Linked DNA regions of Rattus norvegicus: region 2 is linked to region 1. A link is a contact called in public Hi-C data. All regions are on one chromosome and are shown on one strand. The core of a region is the stretch at or near the end of the contact, and the rest is flanking DNA. Distances in the headings are between cores, read along the strand shown. Region 1 overlaps Car13 (carbonic anhydrase 13). Region 2 holds the start of Rbis (ribosomal biogenesis factor).

Region 1 (4,556 bases), core at 1,211-3,710:
TAAGGAATAAAGAAAAAAAGATACTTTAAAATGTTTCAACTTAATCATGGGGATAGAAAACTCTAAGCCAAAGCTCTGTTGGGAGCCATACCAGAATATAGTTAGGACTCCTTCCAACGTGTCAAGGTTGCCAAAAGCAAAAGGAGACTGAAAAACTGAAAAGGAATGTCAATGGATAGGTTGGGGATTGGACTCTGTGATAGAGCTCTTGTATCCTGTAAGACCTTGGGTTCAATCCTCAATGCTGCAAAACAGAGAAAGTAAATATAAGCCATTATTAGGCAGAAACCTTAATTGATGTTGCTAACCTGATATTGAATCAACGGGTATGGAAAGTGTACCATAAAATAGAAGATGTCTTTCATAGGAAAACTGAGTTGGGTTGGGTGGGAAATATTTATAGCCTTTTTGCAGTAGTTCTATAACTCTACATTTTTCCTAAATTTAAAGTTTATAAAAATGCAAAATATGGAAGAATTTTTCAGTTGTTCAGTGTTTTCATACTGAGACAAAATGTCTTATATTGTTGATTTTAAAAATTACTCGGCAAAAGTAATTTTTAAGGCATTTAATTCTATAAAAATTTTTACTTGTTTTTAGTATCCTGTGTGTGTGTGTGTGTGAGAGAGAGAGAGAGAGAGAGAGAGAGAGAGAGAGAGAGGGAGAGAGAGAGAGAGAAGAGAGAGAGAGAGAGAAAGAGGTGTCTACATGGGTCTGTATATGATGTTTGTGTGTATATGTATGGGGTGTATATGTACCCCACTGTGCATATGGATATCAATGGACAAATTTGTGGAGTTGTTTCTCTCCTTTTACCTATTTGTGGGTTCTTGGGATTGAACATACTTCATTGTAGTTGTGTAGTAAGTGACTTTACCACCTGAGCCACCCCCAACTTTTTTTCCTCCTTTCTTTCTCTTTAAATTGATTTGTTGTGATATTCCCATTATGCACCCAAGTTTTACCCATCAGAGCTGCCCTTTACCTTACAACCTTCCCCAGCACTCCTAGGAGTCATTGGTGTGGTTCAAGATCTCTGGCTTCAGTAACACCATCGATAATGGATCTTTACCACGGCTCCTCCTGGTTATCCTGCTGTTGCCTTGTGTCATGGAGATCCTGCAGCTTTGAAACAGCAGGACTGGCCTTTTGACGAATCCCAAATGTTCACTGATAATACAGATTTTGGGGTGTGTCAAACAGAGCCCTGGATCTGGGCCAGGTTGCTAACAGAGCTAGTCAATGTTCAGGCTTTCACTTATTTGCACCACCAGAGTGAACTCTCCAGCACTGCTAACACTAGGCCACCTAATGCTGCCATTGGTGAAAGGCAGCTCACCTGCTCTCATGCCCTTGGCACCAGGCCACCTGCATCCATTTCTCCAGAGCCAGCTCCATTGTACTGCCCAGTCAAGGAGCCGGTACCACTCTCCTGAATGCTATAGTGGCCTTTCCTGCTCTCATGTTCTCAGGTCCACTCTCCTGACTATTGCAGGTGGTGAGGGATAAGAAAGGGGAGGGCATTATCCCATACCCATGCCACCAGATGGCAGATGAAGAGTAGTAGCAGGGCCAGCTCTCCGAGCTTTCATGCTCAGGGCTGGCTCACCTGCACCCACACTACCAGGCTCATCTCTGCCATGCAGTGCAGTGCAGTACAGCTGGTGAGGGGCAGGACTGGATCTCCTGAGCTCACGATCCTTTGGGTAGCTTTGCCTACTGCCTGAGGTGGTGGTGGTGGACAGGGGGATATCACCTATTTGCCTGTGCCATATTATGGCAGAAGAGTAGCAGGGTCAGCTATCCTACACTTAGGATTGTCTACCCACGCCCCCCACTCCCAGGGCCAGTTCCACTGTGCTGCCTGGGTGAGGTGGAGGGCCCACTTTCCTGAGTGTTGCCTCCTGTGAGAAATGGAGCCAGTTCTTCAGAGCATAGCATACAATGAGGGGCAGGGTCAGTCATGTAGCCACTAGGAGTCTAGTGGACTCATGCCCCTTAGTAGCAAGTCAGGCTGGGACCTCACCATGGCCCCAGATGGCAGGGCTGGCCCTCACAGCAGGCTACTCCTCTCTGCCCTTGCGTCTCCACTTTTATCTCTCTCCACAATGCTCAAGTTGCTCCACTTCTCTTTCTTTCTCATCTGACCACCACATACTTGCGCATTGTAGTCATTTGGGGGATTAAATTAAATAACGTGGCATAAAGCACTTAAGCACAAAGTCTGGATCTCTGTGTTCCAGGAAAGAACTTAATTTTATTATTACCCAACTTTGGCTGGCAGTAGAGAGTTCTTAAAGATGACTGAGACAAGGGTGACAAAAAATTACTTAGAGAACTTTGGGAAAAAGGATTTTGTCTTGCTGGGGTTGCTCTTTAAGGAAATGAAGATCTTAGTAGTTGGGCCCAGGAAACCAGCAAAGCAAGTCACACTTCCCTCAGCCTGCAGGCTACACTGAGAAGAACCTGCCAAGAAGGGATGGGTGCTGAGTCAGCCTTTTTGAAAAGGGGGCAAGTTTTCTGCTTGAATCAGCCTGTGCCTACGTGTGGGGATAAGATATCTGAGCCAGCCAGGAAGGTCATGAAGCCAAAAGAAACTAACCTCAGCAGGGCTTGGCATGTCCTACCTGGCTAGGCAGGCGATGGGGAGAGTGCTAAGGCTTAGGGCTCTTGGCAAATGTGCAAGGTGGTAGAGGAAAGTTCTACAGCAAGATGCAGTTCTGCACGGATGAGAACAAAGGGATACAAGGTGGGGATTGATGACAAACTTCTGAGAATTGAATTTGTGTGGTGTGTGGTGTGTGTGTGTGTGTGTGTGTGTGTGTGTGTGTGTGTGTGTATTGTGGTCTTTTTAGCAATCAGTGACATCCCTGGGGAGGCATGTTGTCCTGGGAGGTGCATAGATCATTATCTTGGAATTGAACTGCATTCCCCTTGACTGGAATCATGACCAGGGTTACTTTAGCCTGTTTCTGTGGATTTCACCAGGAACTCTTTCTCATAAGTCTTATCTGTTTCAAACTAGAAGGTTCTACTCTAGGGAGAATGACTATTCATAAGTTGTGATCATTTGTCCTCTCGTTCCCGTTTCTGGGCTCTTTAAGAAGACATGACAGCATCTCATTTGCACAAGCACAGATCAGATGCTGCATTCACAGGCCGTGGTTGTAAGCTACTGTGTTAATGGTGAGAGCCGCTTTCTCCTCTGCCACTCTCTTGTCTGATACCGTACAGGAAAGGAAGAAGGGTGGAAGCCTACCTGATGTGGCCTGAGGTTAGGGGACTATCTCAGCCTAACAGTTTACTAATTTGTCTTCATCAAAACAATGCAAAATCAAAAGAAATAACAAACCTTGTTCTAATATGCAGTATATATATATTTTTTCAGGGAATTTATCCAGTCTTTATCACTGTGGACTTTTGATAAATCTTATTTAACAATCCTGAATTTCCTCACATGACTGGAGTTTTAGAGCTTTGCAGCAATTACAAGTAGTGCGTAAAGTTATATTTATTGATATACAAAGATACTTATAGTATGTATTACATAGAATAAGGAGGTTTAAAAGATGATGTATATTTGAGGACATTTTTGTAATAAAATGTCAGATGTATGTTGTAGAGAGGGGAAAATACAGAAAACCGTTCTGCAAATCCCGGTTTGTACTGTTTAGAGCACAACCTACAATTTCAACTTTGGTCCTCAAGTGAAGAATATTTATATATGTAATTTTGGATTCATTGTTATTTATATAGCAAAGAGAATCTAAAAGAACAATGCTTTATGATCTGTGACCTATTACATTGCCTTATTTTTTAGCTGCTGGAAGACTAAAGACTAAAACTCTTCTATCTTTTCCACATAGTTCATAAAGATCTGTGTGATATTCTGTGGTAAAATTAATTCTGCTCTAATTTTCAACAGTTGGCCAGATTCCGAAGCCTCTTGTGCACAGCTGAGGGCGAGAGTGCGGCTTTCCTGTTAAGCAATCACCGTCCGCCACAGCCCCTGAAGGGCCGCAGAGTGAGAGCATCTTTCTATTAGCACTGACCAGTGGATCAGCACAACCAGAACAGGAAGGGAGCAAACACAATGGAGCTGAGACATTCCTATTAATGGCTTTTTGAGAATTTCATGTTTGTGGATTCCACTTGCCCAGCAGCTTTGGCACCACAGAGAAAACCAGAGGTCTGAAATAACTTAGCTCATCACTCCTAGATTTGCCCTAATGGATGTCCAATTGCTAAATATTGGATGTATATTAATGTCATGAAGTACACTGTTTCAGCCCTTCTGACAGTAATGTCAGCCTTCCAAACCTCAGACTGTACTAAACTTTGCTGTGGGCTTTGGCTGAACATTCTAAAGAGCGTTTGATAAAAACTTTAAATTTACTCTGAAATGGTATTATTCTTAAACAAGCAGTTCTTACAGTTTTAATATTTTTCGCATGAATCAAGAGTATATATTTCCTTTAATACATTTTCTCAGATTCTCATTTTATGTACTGTAATATAGCATACGACACAAAACATACAGGGATAAGGATAGAATA
Region 2 (4,556 bases), core at 1,060-3,559, 60 kb before region 1:
CAACGGGATCCTGTTCTCAGTTCAGTGGTTTGCTGCTGGCATTCGCCTATGTATTTGCTGTATTCTGGCTGTATCTCTTGGGAGAGATCTACATCCAGTTCCTGTCAGCCTGCACTTCTTTGCTTCATCCATCTTGTCTAATTGGGTGGCTGTATATGTATGGGCCACTTGTGGGGCAGGCTCTGAATGGGCGTTCCTTCTGCCTCTGTTCTAAACTCTGCCTCCCTATTCCCTCCCAAGGGTATTCTTCTTCCCCTTTTAAAGAAGGAGTAAAGCATCTGCATTTTGGTCATCCTTCTTTCATGTGTTCTGTGTATCTAGGGTAATTCCAGCATTTGGGCTAATATCCACTTATCAATGAATGCATACCATGTGTGTTTTTCTGTGATTGGGTTACCTCACTCAGGATGATATTTTCCAGTTCTATCCATTTGCCTATGAATTTCATAAAGTCATTGTTTTTGATAGCTGAATAATATTCCATTGTGTAGATATACCACACTAAATTTGTATTTTAAAAAGGAGGCTATTTACCTTAATATTTTTAAAAAGTCTTGCCTAGTAAGAAAGGCTACGAACTTCTGGGTTAAGTAACAAAATGCCATTGCTAGTTTACATTTTGCTTGTAAACAATCACATCAGAATGCTTAAATACTCACCTTCTTAAGATTAGTAGTAACTGGTTTTGCCTTGTTTTTAGCCTTCAAAGGTTTGTGGCTGGCTATATGAAATACATTCCTGGACTTCTGCCCTTTTAGTTTGTTCTTGGCCATTGTCTAGAAAAAGAAAGGGGTTCAGTTAAACTGCTTATATTTTGAACCACAAGTCAATTTAAAATTTTAAAGTCCATCTTAGTTCTGATTATTTTAAAAGTTGTTACAAACATCCTGTCTTTCACTCCTAGACATTTTGCCAGGTTTTCAGATATGAGGCACACATATCTCAAACGTTCCTGCATCCCTAGCACCAGGTCTGAGACTCCTAGTCCTTGATTGAACTTGATATCGATCACACACACACAAGCAAGCTTTTGTGTTAAAGACCATTATCCCCATCTTACAAATTTAAAAAGCGATGCAAAAATTTAAAGCCATACAAGTTAGACTAGAGGTCATTATGTTATATTGCCTCTCTCATGAACAAAAAACTGCTAATTTTCTGCTTTTGTGATTAGATCTTAAACAAAATCATGCCAGGCAACTTAAGTCCATTATCTTCACTTCCAGTGTATGGTTTTGGCTGCTTTTCTGCTGCAACTCTGGCCCACAAACTGTTTATTTAGCTTTCTCTTTACTAAAAGATTCCCTAGTTTTTGCACATGTCAACTACACACAGTGGCAACTTTTATTAAGTATGAAATTGTAAAGAAATTAAAAACATCAATGGTTGTCATAACGTACACAGGGCAATATGCCTTGGTCTATTATGTCCTTGGTACTCTTGACTCTGGCCTGAAATCTGCCATATCTTCCCTTCCCATTTTGCTCAGACTATATCTTGGCTGCACACACAAGGAATATGCATATACAATGACTATACAATGCCATGCATGACAGGTAACCTAGCATGTTTTATGATTTAATTAAACTATGCATATACAATATGCATATATATCCCCATATATACAATATATATATACATTTTATATATTTTATGTATATAGAAACAACTCACTTTTGAGCTCTAACAGTAATTATATTTTTCTGCTTAGAAATAAACAGTAGAAAAATACATTACAGGAGTAAAAAGAAATAACTAAAAAGCCATTCAACCTATGTTATCTAACACCTCCCCCCACCCCCGTCTACCCTGTCATCCAGTATTCACTAATTATTTACTAAGCCTGAAGTAATAAAGAATGGGTGTGTAAGTACACACAACCAGATTTTACATGCAGAAAGATTATCAACATGACGCGTACAAAGTTAATAATGTTACAGACTCGAATGACGAGCGACGCTAGTAAATGGAAACACAGAAAGGTTCCAGAAAATCAACAGCCTAACTGAAGCCAGGTTCAGGGAAAACAGTCTGCTACTTTAAAATTCTGATGAAGGCACACCCTGCCAAGGGGTGGCCGCAAGGTTTCGGGCCTGGGCACCCAGGTAGTTCCATCGCCCACGAGAAGTCGATAGAGAACTAAAAGTTGGGAGAACAGAGCCTTCGGAGCAGTCGCAGCCAGTAGTCCCACCACTCTCTGCCTGGGCCCCAAACATTTCACCATAGCGCTCCGAAAAACCCCATTAGCTGCTCACCAAAGTTCACGAGACTGCACGTTCACAGTGATGCCATCCACAAGCTCAAGACACAGGAAGTTCCGGGAAGAGGAGCCAATCAAGTGAGCTCTTTCCAGCCGTAATCCCACCTACCGCAGGGCCCCCGGAGCTGGGTCACGCCCCCAGTTCTTTCAGCCCCGCCCTTCACAATAGGTCCTCAGAGCGGAGCCCCGCCTTTTCGCCTTGGCCCCGCCCACTCTGAAGGAGCCGTCCTCAAAGGGGAGGAGGAATCAACTCAGCGGAGATTCGCTTACTAGCGCCCCCTCGATGTTTTCCACAGGTTTAAGCTGGTACTTGGGAAGAAGCCTCCCACATGTTCCACCCACCGCCTCGCTTGCATCTAGCGCCTTTGACCAAGTGGTCGTCGTTTGACCCACGAAAGGCGAGAAAGACTCTCGCCAAAGCCTTCTCACCAGAGAAGTCTGACCTTCCGGCCTCAGATGCTTGGTGTCACCTGTCCAAGCCGCGGGTCCTGCGGTGTCCAGGAGGTGGCGCTACGACCGCGGGCGGCGTTCATACACTAAAGAAAAAGTTCACATCCTTTTCACCTTATTCCAAGAAACTTTCCTACAGCACATCAGATGTACATAAATCATTCATAATAGAGTGTGTTTGTGTTTGCATACATATGCAAAATAAAGAACGTTTGAGACAATTCGGACGAAGCCCCCTTCACCTTTGCAACTCTGCACATTTCCGTTAGGGTGTTTCAGAAAAATCTATAAACATTTTCCAAGAGGTTATTCAGGTAGCTGTTTCCACATGTTTCTACTTATTTCGTAGACATCACAGGGAAACAAGTTTTAAATAAATGAAGTGTTCTCATTTATATGTAATCTTGTATCTTAGAAGCATTCTTCCTGCTGTTTGCTCCATACCAAAGTAATGCAATCATACTACCCACTTCTGCAAGCAAGGTCCCACTGAGGCCAGGGCTTAAGCCACTTCCAGCAGTCCACCACAACTGGCATCTTCTCAAGTCCTGCTTCCACTAAATCAGTCCTTCATCTCCTTATAGAAAGGTCAACTTTTAAAATGAATCATATACTTGTCACAGAATAAATTCTGGAAGGAAATGTAATTTCTTGTTAACACACATTTTGTTTTCTTTTGAAAGGTCCACTCCAGTTGAAGGGGTTTGCAACCTCATAGGAAGAACATCATCAACCAACCAGATCCCCCAGAGTTTCCAAGGCACTAAACCACTAACCAAAGAGTACACATGGAGAGACCCATATCTCCAGCCACATATGTAGCAGAGAACGGTATTGTCTGGCATCAATAAAATAGAAGCCTTTGGTCCTGTGAAGGTTAGTTCCCCAGTGTAGGGGAATGCCAGGGTGTTGAGGTGGGAGTGGGTGGGTGGGAGTAGCAACATCTTCATAAAAACAGGGGGAGTTGGGAGGGGGAAAGGGGATAACTTTTGAAATGTGAATACATAAAATATCCAATAAAAATTTTAAAAAAGAAAGGTCCACTCCTTTTCCCTCCCCAGGGGTGTTGTTCTTTGCTTTGGTTTTCAAGACTGAGTATCTCTGTGTAGTCCTGGCTGTCCTCCAGCTATCTCTGTATACCAAGCTGGCCTTCAACTCACAGAGATCCACCTATCTCTGCCTTCCTATTGCTGGGGGGAAGTTCTAAAACATAGTAATAATAAATACCTATGAATCTCATGTCATATGCCCTTGGATTAGATCCCCTTACCCCAAGCAAGGCAAAAAATGAACGTACAAGTCTACCTTGTAAGGGTGTCAAAGTGATGCCACAAGTAACCAAACCTATAGAAAAACATTAAATTATTTGCAAAACCAGAGGTACAAATACTGATGCAAATGAGAGGGCCATAATTACATTCCTTAAATGTGAAGTTATTGACATGTTTGTAGAAAACAAAGCAATTGCATATGAAAAGTATGCCATTATACTCTTAAAATCTGTAGACTGTAACTTTTACTTTAAAATGGTGACATAAGGCTACATATACCAAGGACAAAACACAGTTGTACAGGTAAAAAGAGAGGCATTATACAAGGCAAGGAGACATCAGTTTCTGGGTTCACTTCTATCAGCTAATAAGGCAAACTAGAAAAAAGTTAATTTCCCCCTGCCTCCTATGTAGATGGCTGTTGCCCACTTCAGACATTATTTGCTCAGCACCCTTTCTGGGTAACCACTTTTATCCCATTAAATGGTTTTTGTCAGACCTAGAAGGACTTTAATTAAGTCCTTCTCTAGGGACTTTCCAACTGGAGCTAATGGGGATGCTGCTGCTGCTTGGGC

Evidence for each region. Hi-C and Micro-C count contacts between places; a contact is called where the count stands out from the background.
Region 2: a Hi-C map of the A7r5 cell line shows a contact between it and region 1, with 4 times the contacts expected there. The contact joins the promoter of Rbis here to the enhancer-like site in region 1. A contact is called at or near these places in 3 of 12 Hi-C or Micro-C datasets (the A7r5 cell line, the Rat2 cell line and Schwann cells).

Annotation. Positions count from the first base shown.
Region 1 is chr2:88,650,270-88,654,825 of GRCr8, reverse strand. Car13 (carbonic anhydrase 13) reads left to right here. Exons shown (of 7, transcript NM_001134993.1): 7 at 3,926-4,556. The coding sequence ends at 4,045. Among named protein-coding and RNA genes, the nearest start is that of Car13, 28 kb to the left of the region's middle. Within about 2 kb of position 2,460, at least 7 of the 93 cell types and tissues checked have an H3K27ac peak or open chromatin away from gene starts, as enhancers often do. A contact at or near this core is called in the A7r5 cell line, where this site is marked.
Region 2 is chr2:88,710,312-88,714,867 of GRCr8, reverse strand. It overlaps Rbis (ribosomal biogenesis factor), which reads right to left and starts at 2,309. Exons shown (of 4, transcript NM_001109179.1): 1 at 2,256-2,309; 2 at 660-776. The coding sequence starts at 773.